4 separate regions of the Sus scrofa genome follow, and all the other regions are linked to region 1. Evidence: chromatin contacts called from public Hi-C and HiChIP or PLAC-seq data. All regions are on one chromosome and are shown on one strand. The core of a region is the stretch at or near the end of the contact, and the rest is flanking DNA. Distances in the headings are between cores, read along the strand shown.

The links. A called contact is a pair of places that touch in the nucleus more often than the background predicts. HiChIP or PLAC-seq counts read pairs in DNA pulled down with a chosen protein or histone mark.
Region 2: a contact with region 1 is called in a Hi-C map of liver, with 5 times the contacts expected there. The contact joins the promoter of NDRG2 here to the promoter of PARP2 in region 1. A contact is called at or near these places in 2 of 5 promoter capture datasets (liver and skeletal muscle) and 1 of 47 Hi-C or Micro-C datasets (liver).
Region 3: an H3K27ac HiChIP or PLAC-seq map of alveolar macrophages shows a contact between it and region 1. The contact joins the promoter of METTL17 here to the promoter of PARP2 in region 1. A contact is called at or near these places in 2 of 2 datasets of contacts at active chromatin or transcription factors (alveolar macrophages and skeletal muscle).
Region 4: a contact with region 1 is called in an H3K27ac HiChIP or PLAC-seq map of alveolar macrophages. The contact joins the promoter of LOC110261716 here to the promoter of PARP2 in region 1. A contact is called at or near these places in 1 of 47 Hi-C or Micro-C datasets (subcutaneous adipose tissue) and 1 of 2 datasets of contacts at active chromatin or transcription factors (alveolar macrophages).

The regions. Positions count from the first base shown.
Region 1 is chr7:78,549,311-78,553,047 of Sscrofa11.1, reverse strand. It overlaps PARP2 (poly [ADP-ribose] polymerase 2), which reads left to right and starts at 1,655. Exons shown (of 16, transcript XM_005656314.3): 1 at 1,655-1,799; 2 at 2,695-2,844; 3 at 3,207-3,277. The coding sequence starts at 1,757.
Region 2 is chr7:78,112,372-78,116,108 of Sscrofa11.1, reverse strand. It overlaps NDRG2 (NDRG family member 2), which reads right to left and starts at 1,737. Exons shown (of 14, transcript NM_001078683.1): 1 at 1,657-1,737; 2 at 790-895; 3 at 393-513; 4 at 150-212. The coding sequence starts at 1,731.
Region 3 is chr7:78,143,416-78,147,152 of Sscrofa11.1, reverse strand. METTL17 (methyltransferase like 17) reads left to right here and starts at 1,831. Exons shown (of 14, transcript NM_001244326.1): 1 at 1,831-1,925; 2 at 2,077-2,230; 3 at 2,318-2,452. The coding sequence starts at 1,845. LOC110261608 (a long non-coding RNA gene) reads right to left here and starts at 1,725. Exons shown (of 4, transcript XR_002345954.1): 1 at 1,575-1,725; 2 at 628-694.
Region 4 is chr7:78,186,796-78,190,532 of Sscrofa11.1, reverse strand. LOC110261716 (ribonuclease 4-like) reads right to left here and starts at 1,999. Exons shown (of 1, transcript XM_021100006.1): 1 at 1-1,999. The coding sequence starts at 1,661. The coding sequence ends at 1,233.

The DNA of each region.
Region 1 (3,737 bases), core at 406-2,905:
CGGAATTTTGAGAAAACAAACTTCTATTGTTTGAGTAACCTAGTCTGTAGTTCTTAGTTATGGCAGCCTTAGCAAACTAATACACTGTGCGATCTAGAATAAATTATTGAAATTTTCTAAAGTTCAATTTCCTGAACTACAAAATGGAGATAAGGATAATACGTACCCTGTAGGGTTGCTGTGAGAATTAAATAATAAATGTAAAGCTTACTGCATAGTAAACACTAAATAATTTCTAGTTATTATCAATATAAAGATTAAATGAGGTTGTGCATGTACAGCACTTAGTTCAGTGTCTAGTACACAAAGAAAGCTCTAGTAAATATTAGATATTTTTAATAAATTTCCATTTTTATACATCTTCCTATTTCCAAAGTAATGCCTTTTAGGCCCGTCTAGCTTATTTGTGCCATAATTAAGTCAGATGCAACAAGCTTTGATTTATCTTCAGAAACAGATCAACCAATCCAATACAGCAAACATTTTGTTGAGCAAGTACTTACATTTTGTCAGATTTATTCCCAAGTACTTGATATGCTTTTATGTTATTTTAAATTGTATCTTTTCTAAAAAATCTTTTTCTATTTCTTTGAAGCTCTTTTTAAAAGATAAAATTTATTCTTACGTGTTATTTTTCTATTAGCCTTGCTAAGCTTCCTTTTTGAGTTAAAAAAATTATCTCCCAGTATCTTCCGATTTTTTTTAATATTTGTAATCAAACAGCATGCAAGTAGTGAAAAAATTTCTTCATTTATGTTGATGAACAAAATTTCTTAATTTAATTTTTTTTGGCTTTTTAGGGACACACTCGTGGCATATGAAAGTTCCCAGGCCAAATCAGGCCACAGCAACACAGGATCCAAGCCACGTCTGTCACCTATACCACAGCTCAGGGTAATATCGGATCCCTGACCCACTGAACAAGGCCAGGGATTGAACCTATGTCGTCATGGATCCTAGTCCGGTTCGTTACTGCTGGGCCACAATGGGAATTCCCAAAATTTCTCTATTTTAATATAATCAAATTTATCAATATTTCCCTTATACTATATATCTTTGAGAACCCCCCCCATTCCTTACCTCAAGATATTCCTTGCCTCAAAAGATATTTCTGTGTATTTCAAGTTCGTTTATTGAAGATCAGTGCTCACACACAGGATGCGCTTAAATCATGCATTTCTTTAAAAGAAGGTCGGAGGGAGAGTAGTCTGAATTGGGTTATGAGGCCCCCTGACGGGGTACCTCACCTCAGCCATTGAACTCACTTCGCTGGCCGTGAGTCTGTTCCAAGCTCCGGCTCAGGAGGCATCCGCCAGGCCCCTCCTCAAGGCGGGGTCTCATGGCATCTCCTGCCCAGTCTGCCCTCGCGCGGAGACCCGTTCTCTGGGAACTCACCTCCCTGAGATTCAGGGAGGGCCCTGTTAGGGCCGCTCTTGGCCCTAGTCTCAGACCTTCCCAAGGGACATGGGGTAGAGTGACTGAATGCACTCAGCGCGTAGCCCCACCGATGAGCTTCTCTCCGCCCTACGTAGGAAAACTGCTTCTGTGAGCACTTATAAAACTCCCATAAGTAGAGAGATTTCATAGTTATGGTGATTTCCCATAAGACATTGCGACATGCAAATATTGTGGCGCGTTCGTCCCCGTCCGGTGCAGGCAGCTTCGCTCCAGGACGCACGCGCAATACATGTTCCCGCCTTGAGACTGCGCCGGCAGATTCCTAGGAAGTGGTTGATGACGTCGATGTTAGGGATCCATGGCTGCGCGCGGGAGAGGGACCTGCAGCCGCCGGACGCGAGGTTCGGAGCACTTTGCTGGGGGCGGAATGCCGGGAGGCGGGAAGTCGGAAAATGAACGGTGCTGTCAACTGTAGCCCTTCCCGTTTCCATCGCCCTCTGAATCAGCACTTGTTTTGGTGCTGTACTTTGACAATCAGTTTTAAGAGCTTTTTGGATTGCAGAATTGTGTATAACAGGTTGTTGATCTATAACAACTAGCCTGGTGCCAACACTATTTTAAATATCTAATGTCATACAATCTAAAAAATTAATTATAAGGTGTCTAATTATTTTATGTAGCACCAAGCAAAGAAAAACGCTTCCAGTTAAAACATGATTCACTGCTTGTAAATTATCACTTGTAAAATGCATCCAGTTTCAGAGATGATAAAATGCAGCTCATACAATTGATTTATGATGAGATACTCTATCTCTCTGTATATTGTGTTCTTAATGTATTGCTCCACCCTACAAATTCCATATTGTTGTTGTCATCCTCTGGATTTTTCAGTTGGGGCAACTGAAGTACAAAGAGATGAAACAACTTAAGATTCCACAACTAGAAAAAGACAGGGCTGGGCTCCTAGTTAGGCACAGACTTCGGAGCACTCTGCTACCACCTTAGGGAGTTTGGGGGATGGGACACCAGTAAACAGAAGAGATAAACAGGCAGAAGAGAATCATGCCTCAGGCATGGTCTTACAAGAGCCTCAAGGCTTCATTTTATTTTATTTTGTTTTATTTGGCTAGAACAGCAATTCAGGAACTCAGACTGTTTTCAAGAACGGTGATGCGGCAGTTATTACTCTTTTTGTAAATTTACAAAACCATCGCAATCCATTTCTTTCAAAAGGTGTTTTTTTCATTGTGTACTCATTCTTTCTTTTGCTGCTTTGTCCATTTGTCTTGCCCATAGCATTAAATGAAGCTGCAAAAATTAATGGCAAAACAGCTACAGAAGACACTCCTCCTGCAAAGAAAATTCGAAGATGTCAGAGGCAGCAGGTGAAAAGGGAGCCTGTGGCTGGAGGAAAGGCTGACAATGACAGGACAGAAGACAAGCAAGGTCAGAGAGAACATCTGCCAGCAAGAGTGTTCCTGGGAGGGGTGAGGCTAGGGGATATCTTGTTCTTTCAACTCTTATCTCTTCCTTTCTTGAAGATATAATTAACTTTCTACCTGTGGGGCATACCGTACAACTAATCTACTTTCTCAAAATGTTCAGTTTCATGTATCTGAGATAAACTGAGACCTGGGTAGATAAGGTCTATTATAGCCCTTCCCATTTCCATCACCTTCTGAATCAGCACTTGTTTCACTGCTGTACTTGGGAAGGGCAAAGTTCATTATGACAGGTTTCCATCTAACCATGACAGCTGTTTTTGACTTCCGTCGAAGTACATGTGTTATGTATCTGTCTTTCCTCAGAGTCTGTGAAGACCTTGCTGTTAAAGGGCAAAGCTCCAGTGGACCCAGAGTGCACAGCCAAGGTGGGAAAGGTGAGAGACTCCCATTGATTTCTCAGAGAGCAGTTCTTCCTTGTTATTGAGATTCCTGTCTGAAACATTACTAGTATCCATTTTAAGAATCCTCTCCAAGGGAGTTCCCTTGTGGCACAGTGGGTTAAGGATCTGGTATTATCATTGCAGTGGTTCAGGTCACTGCTGTGGCACAGGTTCCCTAGCCAGGGATCTTCCATTTGCCACCAGCAGACAAAAAAAAAAAAGAGAGGGAGAGGGAGAGGAGTTCCCATTGGCCCAGCAGAAATGAATCTGACCAGTAACCATGAGGTTGCAGGTTCCATCCTTGGCCTCGCTCAGCTCGCTACCATTGCCATGAGCTGTAGTGTAGGTTGCAGATGAGGCTCAGATCTGGTGTTGCTGTGGCGTAGGCCAGCGGCTGTAGTGTAGGCTCATCACTGTATCTCCCATTTGACTCCTAGCCTGGGAACCTCCATAT
Region 2 (3,737 bases), core at 488-2,987, 440 kb after region 1:
CCTCTGACAATCAGGTGGGGGCATGGAGGAGGGAGGGTATATCTAGGCCAGACAGAATTCACCCAGAGCCTGGGTGGGCACAGGAGTTCTAAGGGCCACCCTGTGCTAGAGAGAGAACTCTGGCTTGGAGGGGCCCCCGAGCCTCTCACTTTAAGTACTGTAGGATGCACGGGATCATGTCTGCAAGCTGGTCCAGAGACGGGTACTGATATCTGGGGAGGAAAGCAATGTTAAGGAAAATACCAACCTGCCCCCAGGCCCCCACCTCAGTGTCCTCTTCATCCTCTCCCAGAATCACCACCACGCCCTTCCCTCCTCCCCTGGTCCAACCCCCAGGTCACACCTGTCGTGCGCCTCACAGTCTGAAGAGGAGGGAAGGAGCTAGTTCTCACCCCAAAGGGAACACGGGAGCCCCCTCTTCCATCCCAGGGGCATCCACATGGACCCGCACAAAGTTCTGAATGATTTCTTGCATATCCCCAAACTGAAACAGCGGCTGGAAACAGGATTTATCTAAAGAGAATCCCCATGACCCCAATAGTAGAATCAGACAGGAGAAATGTCCCCAAGTCACAACCCACCCTCTTTCTCTCCCGCCACAGTCAGACTAGGAGAGAACTTGACATGCCACGTGGCTCCCTTCCTGACCCTTCTTCTCACACCAGGGTTGTTTGCTTTAGTTTTTTTTGTTTTTTTTTTGTTTTTTTTTTTTTTCACATCAGGGTTAACCGTGCCCCCCTCCAGGCCTCTTCCCAGAAAGAAATGGAAGGGGAAGGTGAAGGCCCTTACAGTTGAGTCCCACATCATGGTAGGTGAGTATCGCTGGGCGTTTGGGCTTGGGGGTGCCATAGACAGTAAAAGTGACAGAGCCATAAGGTGTCTCCACACTGTGAGTCTGCAGGAAAAGAGGTCACCATCAGGTAGGATTTAGGCTGAGAAGAAAAGAGGCAGAAGAGGAACCTCCACAAAAGTTGGGGCTTTAAGGTGGGGGAGGGGCAAAGAGAGGCGATGGGACCCAAGATTTAGAAATAGCATCAGCAAGAATTTAGTTTGACACTGGAGGATGATTTTGAGGGTGGAAAAGCATAATGAAAGATTGGAGAGCATCAGGGAACTCTGCGTAGGGAGGAGAAAGGAAGGGAAGGGGAGCGACGGGGACAGGAGAGGACTGGAAAAGGAGAGGAAGCGGAGAGATGGAAAAGCCAAGAGCCGGGTAGGGGCCCTCTCCTTCCTGGGGAGAGCCCCTCCTCCCACCTGGGGCTGCCCCAAGCTGGTTACCTGTCCCTGGTCCAGGAGGATTCGGGCAGCTAACTCAGCCTCCTGGAGAGAGACACACAGATACACACAGAGACACACAGCCACGTAGGGTCACAGACGGAGAGACAGATACAGATAAAGAAAGGTAGGTAGAGAGACCAAAAGAGACCAAAGACAGAAAGAGGTTGACAAAAAGAGACATGGAAAGGATGAAAGTTAGTGTAGTGACAGGACAAAAGCCTGGGCTCTCGGTGTGGTGTATGGGGAGAGAAACACAGGTAGATGTGGAGAAAGTAGGGGTGTGGGTTAGAATGAGGTCATGAATTTGGGAAGGCAAGAAGTGGGGGGATGCCTGGAGTTCTGGAATTCAGGCCTGGGAGTCAGAGGGTCTCGGATAACCTTGGCCACCTCGGGTGTCTGCCCTGGCAACAGCGGTTTCTCCTCCGTGATCTGCACCTCCTGCAGCTCCGCCATGGTGGCCTGGCAGGGTGAGGAAACACGGAGACTGCAGAGGCTGCCCCCACACTGCCACACCTCCTCCAACGCCTGGCTTCCTCTCTCAGCACTGGACAAAGCAGTGTGCAGAGGGCCCCGGGAGCCAAGGACCTCTCCAGGACACACCAAGAGCCTTGCCTGCCCCCAGCGCTGGAACCAGGCTGCTGGGGGAGAGGGCTTGTGGAAGAGAAATCAGGGTACCACTTCCCCTCAGATTGGCCATCCCCAGCACCCCTCAACACCCACACCTCCCGAGCCTCCCCCCCATCCTGGATGGAAGTAATGGGGGTTGAGCAGCAATGCAGCTGTGTGTGTGGGTTTTCAGACTATATTTAGGGGCCACCCCATACTTCTAGTTTGGTAGGGGGTGAAAATAGTGGCTCAGTGACTGGGTACTCTAAAGATACTAAGGGATGAGTAGTAAAAGTTCACCATTGAATGTGACCTTCAACTAAAGTCCCAAGGTCAGCAGCTCAAAGGAGAGGGGCTAAAAATGATCTGAGAAACATGATCAAGAGGGGGAGGGGGGAAGACAAGAAAAGTAGGACAAGGTACATCTGTGTCCAGCTGATCCAATGCCTCCCTTCCTCCCAAGATGCTTCCTCTTGACTGCAAAGAAGTTAACATATGTTCAATTTTTGGCGGTTGCCGGGTTAGGAGGGGAGCACCTGTGCAGACCAGCACAGTGAAGGGCCTGCAGCCTGGGGGTGGGGTCACTTACTGGACTCCTATTGGCTGGACGCAGTGGGGTTAGGGGTCAGGGTTCTCACTCCTCCTGGCTCAGGGGTCTGAGAAAACAAGGCAATGAGGTGAATGACATGGGAGACAGACTCTGGGTCTTTTAGGGACAGAAAGCCAAGATCTGGACGACTGGGTCACCAACCCTTGCCCGGTCACTAACCTGCCCTAATCTGTACCCCTGAGTCCAGTGAACAAGCCTTCTCTAGGCTTCCACTAGAATCAATACAGGCTGGAGGGGCCTACGGGGCAACACAGAGAGCAGGTATCAGTTCAGGCTGGAAGGGTTTGGGGGGCGGGGAGGAGAAAAGGAAGTGCTGATGTGGAGGAAAGAGCATGGCTAGTGTCAGAACCTCTGGATTCTAGTCCCGGCTCTGCCTCTACCAGTGTGACCTTGGCTCAATCTGTCACTGTTCTTGCCTTCAATTTCTTATTTGCAAACTAGTCTGGACTAGGGGATCCCCAAGTTTTGACAGCTCTCAAGCAAAATGAGGGTAGCAGAGCACGACTGGTTCCACCATTAAAATTTTTGTTTGTTTGTTTAAACCTTATGCCGTCGCTTTTCTCCTCCGCCCAGTCTCGGTGTGGGTCCCACCAGTTTAGTTTAAGGGGGTGTGGGGGGAGGGATATTCCCACAATCTTTTCCCAGCCTCCCCCAACGACCCACAAGGGTCGAGCACCAGCTGGGAAGGGATGGGCAGGTCGGATGGGACTGCCTGGGCCCAGCCTCAGGGACCTGTTCCTTCCGTGCTCGTCCGCGTGGGGACTGACACGCTCGCGCGCCTGGCGCTGAGCGCCCTGTACCCTGGACACAGTCTCGCGCACGCCCCAAACACGCCCTGCAGCCCGCGGAGCCTCCGCCTTTGTGCGCAGTGGCCCAGCGGCCCTCCTCGCGGGCCCCTTCCCATGAGCCGTCAGCTCCAAGGGATTGGGATCAAACTGTCCCAAGGCCCCCGCTGGCGCCAGCCAGGCCCCGAGGCCCCTCGCAGGCCCTTCCCCCTACCTGCTGCCGCAGCGGCCGCTTCCACCTTCACTTGCCTTTGACTCTCTGGCCCGCCCCGGCTTGGGCTCCCCACAGACCCGCCCCCTGCCCGCCCCAGCCCGCCCACGGGCCGCCAGCTCCCCGCGGATCCGCCCCAGACCCCCTGTAAACACGCCCTCCCACCCCGCCCGAGGCTGCCTGCTGCCCAGGGAGGGACTGTGCTGGGGGCCCGAGGGACGCTCCGAAGAAAGCAATCTGCTGGGTG
Region 3 (3,737 bases), core at 582-3,081, 410 kb after region 1:
ATAAAAATTAAAATGTAACTATTCCCGCTTTAAGGTCCCAAAATACATGTGATAACACTTATGATAATAATGGGAACATATTGAGCATTTATTTGGGGCAGACATTATCTCATTACATCCTCATTCCAATAACCCTGTAAGGTAGCAATTGCTATGGTCTTTTTTTTTTTTTTTTTTTTTTTTTTTTTGGCTATGCCCATGGCATGTAGAAATACCTGGGCCGGGGATCAAACCCATGTCACAGCAGCGACCCAAGCCACTGCAGTATAACATCAGATCCTTAGTCCACCGACCACAGGAAACTCCAACAACTATTACTGTCTTGCTGCTCTAGAATTCAAATTCAGACTGCCAGACTCCAGATGCCAAACACTTTATATCTCTGTTTCACTACCTCCCTATGTCAAAAAATAACAGCCAATCTTATGCTAACCTACAGTGAGAGGGATATTTTATCTTGCTAACATTTGAGTCAGAGATCTAAAGTTAAACAAAGTGACACAGGAGATAAGACACAAGAGATGAGAATTGACAAGAGATGAGAGTGTGGCAGTATGAATCAAAGGGGGGGATGAGGGGTAGAGAAGTGAACCTGAAAGGAAGGAGAGGGGTGAGTGAGGCACTTACCAAAGCTGTCCTAAGTGCCCCTTAAGTCTTACTCCAGAGTATTCAGATTATTGAAAGGCCTCCATTACTAGAAGCAAAGTTTAATAACTCAAATGAAAATCAGACATTTAACTGTCCAATTGATATAGTTCCCCATATTTTATCCCATAATCACCATATTTGGACTCTGACATTTACACCACAGGCAATACTTCTACACATTCAGTCACCAGATTTCTATCCCAAAAGGTTAATAATACCATAGCTGATTAATGGTGTGCCATAAGAATCACGAGGTTAGAACACAGTAAGTTATTTTTAATGCTACATGTTAACACTTCAGACCAGTGTTCTTAACTAACCTGCTAACTTGCATTCTAAGTAACCACTTGCATTCTAAGTGCATTATGAAGTAGGGTATATGTTTAAAGGTGAATCTCAGACTTAGACTGCCATGGTTTAAATCTAGTTGTCACCTAACAAGCTTTGTGATCTTGTCATAATATTTAAACACCTGAAGACTCAGTTTCCTCAAGTGCAAAATGGGGTTAAAATAATCTACCCCACAGAATTGTGGGAGCTAAATGAGGTAGCATTATGTAAAAGTGCTTGCCACACTATCTGGCACATATGTTCTAATGCTGGCTATTTATCTAAGCCATTTATTTATATTAATATGAAGAGAAACTAACATGCAAAAGAGATAAAATCTATTAACTATAAACTTCTGCTATCTTCAGTCGCCTAAATCTGGCTTTTCTTATTTCCTTTTTTTTTAATGCTTTTTTTTTTTAAGAAATTAAGGTATAGTTGATTTACAGTGTTGTGCTGGTTTTTATTTCATCTCTTCTTTTCACAGTAGGTAAGGACTCCAAGGCTCCAGAGTTCTCCAGAGAGAAAGACGAACAACACAGGTAGCTAATACACACAGAAATTCCTCGACTTCCCAAAAGAGTGCCCGCCCCTACCTCATCCAGCCTTCTCTATTTCTGGACCTGAGGACAAATCCTAAAGAGTTGAGGCCACCTGTCTTCCGGCTGGTTACTTCTGAACCAAGGGCCTTGTGCAGTCTCCAAGGTGATTTACATATCGATTTGTTATTGGCTCCTAGTAACCACTCGCCCTCCTCATTGGCTGATTCTGCCCCGCGTCGACGTTCAACGGAGGAGGTTCACTGCGACGAGTGAAGGGCGGGTTATCGGCACCCACATTTCCGCTTCCGGTTTATCTCTGGCACCATGGCGACCGCAGCAGGAGCCGGGTGTCTGCTGACATTACGCGGATGGCGCCGTGGCCTTGGAGTTGCTCCCCGGTGCCGGGTGAGTGATTACTTTCCCTGCCGTCGGAGAGGCTGTGGATCTAGATAACAGCTCTGCGCCGAGGAGGAGCGCTCTCGGCAACGCCTCCCTTAGCAAGTGCCGGCAACCATCCTTTCTGTCCCCCAGTCAGCTTTTCTTTCCCGGCCTACAGGCGCTCGCTGCCCTCGTACCCGGCGTCTCCCAGGTGGATAACAAGTCCGATTTCCTGGGGAAGAAGTCCCATCGCCGGCACCCTGGCATCCTGCAGTTGTCGCGCGTGCGGCTGCCGCAAGCATTGGTCGATGCCGCGACATTACTACTGCTGGGTGAGTAACGGTGGGAAATGGAAGCTAGAGGAGAAACGTAGACTGGTCTTACGTGTAAGTGATTCCGCTTTTCATTTTGGTCCGTAGAGAGCTCTATGCCCAATATGGAGAAGCAGGTGCAAGCACTGACCAATTATCTCTGGAGCCGGCATTTACCCGTAGAGACAGAGGAGTTGCAAAGACGGGCTGTACATTTGGAGAAAAAATTCTTGGAAAACGCAGGTAGGGCTCAAGTATTTAATTAACGAGTAGACCAAGTTGAAAAAGTAGTGGGAATTGAAGTGCAAGAAATAATTTCACAGTCTCTTAAATAGATACTGCAGTTTCTATTTTGACTTTCTGGCCAGTGCAATTATTACAATAATGCTTTACTAAGAGAAGATAATTTCAGGGATTGCCCTTGGGGCTTGAGTAAAAGTCAGTTAGTGCTTCAGTATCCTGTCGAAATTTAGATCTTTGGGGTTTTTAAAATTATATATTTAAAGCACTCTAATATGTAATAAAATAACAAATATTGAAATATTTTGGATTTCTTTTTGTGTAGATAAGAGAAGAATCTGGGGCATATTTTCCACTGATAGCACACACCAATTAGAATGTTAAATTGTTACACAAAATAATATTTGGATTTTATAACATTGAAAAAGTAAATTTTCCAAAATTTACAAATTTTCCAAAAAGTAAATATTTAGAATGTCTCAACCATGCTTAATGTTTTCCAATATGGAAGTAAATATTAGTTTAATATAAAATAATTATATTTATTATTTCAATTAAGCTAAATAAAATAATATTTCAGGTCTCCAGTTCTACTGGCCATGTTGCAGGTACACATAGATCTTTATTTTTTTTCCTACAAGTCCATTGGTTTAAGATGATCTAAGTTTTTATTCAAGTAAAATAAAGTCCTTGTTCAGTACTGAAACACTCTTCAGGGAAAGAAGAGTACGTATAGTTTGCCAAGTTATTTTCATGATGTGAGTTCCCTCATATTAAAGACCTGCCTTTTATTCATCTTGTATTTCCTGAACTTCCTGTAGTACCTTGTTCATAATATTTGCTTGGTAGATAAAATAGTGCTGAACTGAATGCAATCATGAGACTTAAGATTTTTCAAGCCCCGTTCCTCCCTATAGGAACATCGGAGACATCACAATATTAAGTTTTGGGGAAATGAGGAAATCCACAAAATACTGTCTTTATTCTATTCCTTAAATCTTTATTATACTTTTTAATATAGATAAAACCTGTTGGGTAGGTTTGGTTGAATTGAATAAACTGCTATTAGAGGCAAAATTCTATCTGCTACACTTTGATGATGGTGGTGGTGGTGGTGTTATTCTTTTTTCTTTTTAATTACATGATGAATTTATTACATTTATAGTTGTACAATGATCATCACAATCCAATCTTAATAGGATTTCCATCCCACAACCCCAGCGCATCCCCCCACCCCCGAACTGTCTCCTTTGGAAATCATTAGGTTTTTCAAAGTCTGTCAGTCAGT
Region 4 (3,737 bases), core at 750-3,249, 360 kb after region 1:
GAGCTGCTGGCATCAGGGGAAAAGATGAAAATATGAGTATCCAGTTTTGTCCCAATTATTCCAAGAGGGTAAAATGCCCATTCCAGTGTAGGCCACAGACACCTGCCCTGTCAGTCCCTGGATGGCTGCCCTAGAGTCTGGTGTGGTCCTTTGATTCAAAGCCATGTCACCATTTTGTTGGAGTCGCAGAGAATATGGTCACTTATAGCCAGCTGCTCCCTCTTGAGGGTAGAAAAGCTTCCTTCAGAAGGGGATTGTGTATGCACGTAATAGAGTCCAAGAAAGAAATAGGCTCTTTTCCAGTGCAGCCAAACTGCAAAGCTTATAGCACAAGTCAGTGCTCTGTACCTATCTATTTCCTTTCCTCTATACTTGCTGTGCTAGGGTGTAGATCTGAAGGTGGCAAGTTAAATACTAAAGAGCACGAGAGCATGAACGTTATCGTAATTTCAAAAGTCTGTTTTTTGAACATCAGGGTGTATTTGTGCTGGCTGAATTTTCTGTTAATTCACCTATTATACTCCAGCCCTGGGTTGGTAACTAAGAAACTTCCAATCCATCTCCCGCTGCCCTGAGCAGAATTTAGGAAGAAGCGCTGGTCTTTGCTTGGCAAGGGGACTCTTGTGGCGCAGCGCCCCCTGCGGGCCAGTGAGATGGACGGGACCGCTCGCTGTGGAGTCACCAGCTCTGCCACTTCTCCCTGGGCCGTGCCTTGAGCAGTATGGGTTTGTTTCTACAGAGAAAGCAGGTTTCCCTCTCGGGTATCGTCCCTAATCGTCTCCGCAGGGAGCCCACTGGGGAGAAGGGAGCTGAAGGTCCAGGAGGAGGATCCTGGGAGCTAGACCACACAGGGCTGCCCAGGGCCAGCCTCTTTGGGAGTTCTTCTTAGAGTGGCTCATGGTCTAATTAGCTCAGCCCCCGCCCCGGCTTGAGCAGCCGCTCCGTGGGAGCAAGGCTCTTCCAGGGTAGATGCCCTTTACAAGGTAAGAGGGCTTTATCCCCCCACTCCATCTTGTCTTGCACCCAAATACCTGACCCCATAGCGGGAGTGTGGGGTAGGGTGTGGAGTTAGGGTTGGGGGAGAGGCTAAGAGGGAGATACTCCTGCCTGGAAACAATAGGTGATTTGTTGGCAAGGGAAGAAGCATTTACAGAGAAGACTTTGGCAGGGCCTCAAAGATCTGGAGGAAGGGTACAAGTCACTGTGCTTGCCGTGGCAGGGCTGGGAGGAGTCTAGGCGTCCAGGTGAACAGGGGCTCCTTCCTCACAGCCCACACGGATGGGCCTGGTGGAGTCTTTCTTATGGTAGTGGCAGTAGGGGGGCCGGGTCCCTGCTCTGGCAAAGCAGTCAGTGACGCTGACATCACGAGTGCTGTTGTGGCAACTTTGCAAGGAGCGGCTGCCGGTACAGGGCACAGGTGGAGTTCTGCAGAAATCCGCTATGGTGGCCAGATCCTCATGAATGAAGGTATTGATCTGCTTGCATTTACCCCCACGGATCAGCCACCGTCGCCTCATCATCACATCACAGTACCGGTGGTGTCCTCCAGGGACCCATGACACGGGGTTGTCTATATGTCGTCTTGAGAAGGGCAGACTTAGAGTAAAGACAGTTTGCTCCAAGAGGAGGAAGAGGAAAAGAAGGGTCCATGTGAGATTCATGTTCCCTGTGAAAGCAGGTCAAGGAAGAGTGGAGTCAGGGAGCAGGTTAAGGTCCCTTTCCCCCAAGATGCCTATTTCGAAGTAGTCTTGGCCCAAGCACTTGATGTCCCCTCTGGCCCCTTGCTACACTTATTCTTCTGGTACTCATGCCAACTATTGTTCTCAAATGCTCCTTCTACCCCACGACTACCCCATCCCCCCATTTCTCTGGGTAAGAGATGAAGAGAGCAGAGAAGGACTTGCCAGTAAAGGAGGTGCCTACCGCCCCCTCACCCCTTGATGCACCTGGTATACAAAGCTATTTTCTTTTCGTTCTCTTGTCTTTTTGCTTTTTCTAGGACCGCTCCTGTGGCATATGGAGATTCCCAGGCTAGGGGTCAAATTGGAGCTGTAGCTGCTGCCCTACACCAGAGCCACAGCAACGCCAGATCAGAGCCTCATCTGCAACCTACACCACAGCTCACAGCAATGCCAGATCCTTAACCCACTGAGCAAGGCCAGGGATCAAACCTGCAGCCTCATGGTGCCTAGTCGGATTTGTTAACCACTGCACCACGACAGGAACTCCACAAAGCTATTTTCAAACTGAAGTGTTTCTTGCTCCTTACTTGAGCAGTCAACCTAAAAAGGTTCAATCCCTGGCCTAGTAACTTTTGCATGCTGCAGGTATGGCCAAAAAACCAAAACCAAAACCAAAACCAAAAAAACAAATAAATCCAAAAGATTCCCAGCCGTTCCTGGTACAGGGCCTGTCGTCAGGAAACTTCCCAACAGGTGCCCAGGGAGTCAGTAAAGTTCCTGTCTCTGGGGCTGATATTCTGACTCCTTTTTGAATACCGGGGAGTCCCAGTGGAGAGCTTTTGTAGAGCAGATGACATTCACAGCTATGAACATGTCCCTTTTAGCAAAGGATACTCCCAGCAGAAACGGAACCTCCGTGGCCTTGCCTCCTTCCTCTAATCCTGTAAAAATCACATTGTGTGTATTTCCTTTCCAGATCTTGGAGTGAGGGCCATAAGGAAAACGCTCGGGTCTGTCAGTGATCTTAAACAGGTTGCCGGGTAGGACTAATTTCATGCTTCCCGTTTCACACCTGGAGTCTTTACAAGCATCACACAGAGTGCCTATGACGTCACCACAAACATGGAGGAAGACACCTGCAGTTTGGTGCCGTCTGTCCGGAGCTTGCTATTGGAGGTGGGCAAATCTCCCCATCCTTCCATTCCTTATCTCTACAGTGAAGGTTACAGGAGTTCCCTTGGTGTCACAACTGGGCGGGCAACATCTCTGCAGTGCTGGGATGAAGGTTTGATCCCTGGCCCAGCACAGTGGGTTAAGGATTCCGAGACGCCTCTTCTCAGTTGCAACAGTGACTGGGATCTGATCCATATGCTGTGGGGTGGCCAAAAAATTCAAATAAAATAAAATAAAGGTTATGGATTAAAGATCTCTTTCAGTTTAGTCCCTGCCTGTCTTTCACTCTCTCATTAAGCATTACTTGTGTGAGTGGACCCATGTGGGATTTTCTGTGTGTACACACTGGTTTATGTGTGTTCAGACAAGGAGGACTATTTTGTTTGCAAATTGAGTTTCCATGTGAGAATCATTAATCCAATCAAATCTATCCGTTTTCTGAAAAGCGATAGTTGGTGGATTTAGGCAAAAAAAATCTCTTTTGCATAAAGATTACATTGTTTCTGTCTCTACAATTTAAATTGTGAGAGGTCTTATTACAGGAGAAGCTGTCTGAGACTTGGGTCTGCATTTCAGGAAGGCAAGGGAAGGAGTCAGTATGTCTTCCCAGAACTCCAAAATCAGCTGGGTTAGGGGGCCTGCTAATGAAGGTGGTGGGAGGGACACATACAGTCAACCAACAAGCTGTAAAGTAAGCAGATTTCGTGGATCTGATCTTTTTTTCTTTTTTTGCTTTCCAGGACTACACATGCAGCATATGGAAAAGTTCCCAGGCGAGGGGTCTAATCAGAGCTACAGCTGCCGGCCTATACCGCATCCACAGCAACGCCTGATCTGAGCCGCGTCTGTGACCTACACCGCAGCTCATGGCAACGCTGGATC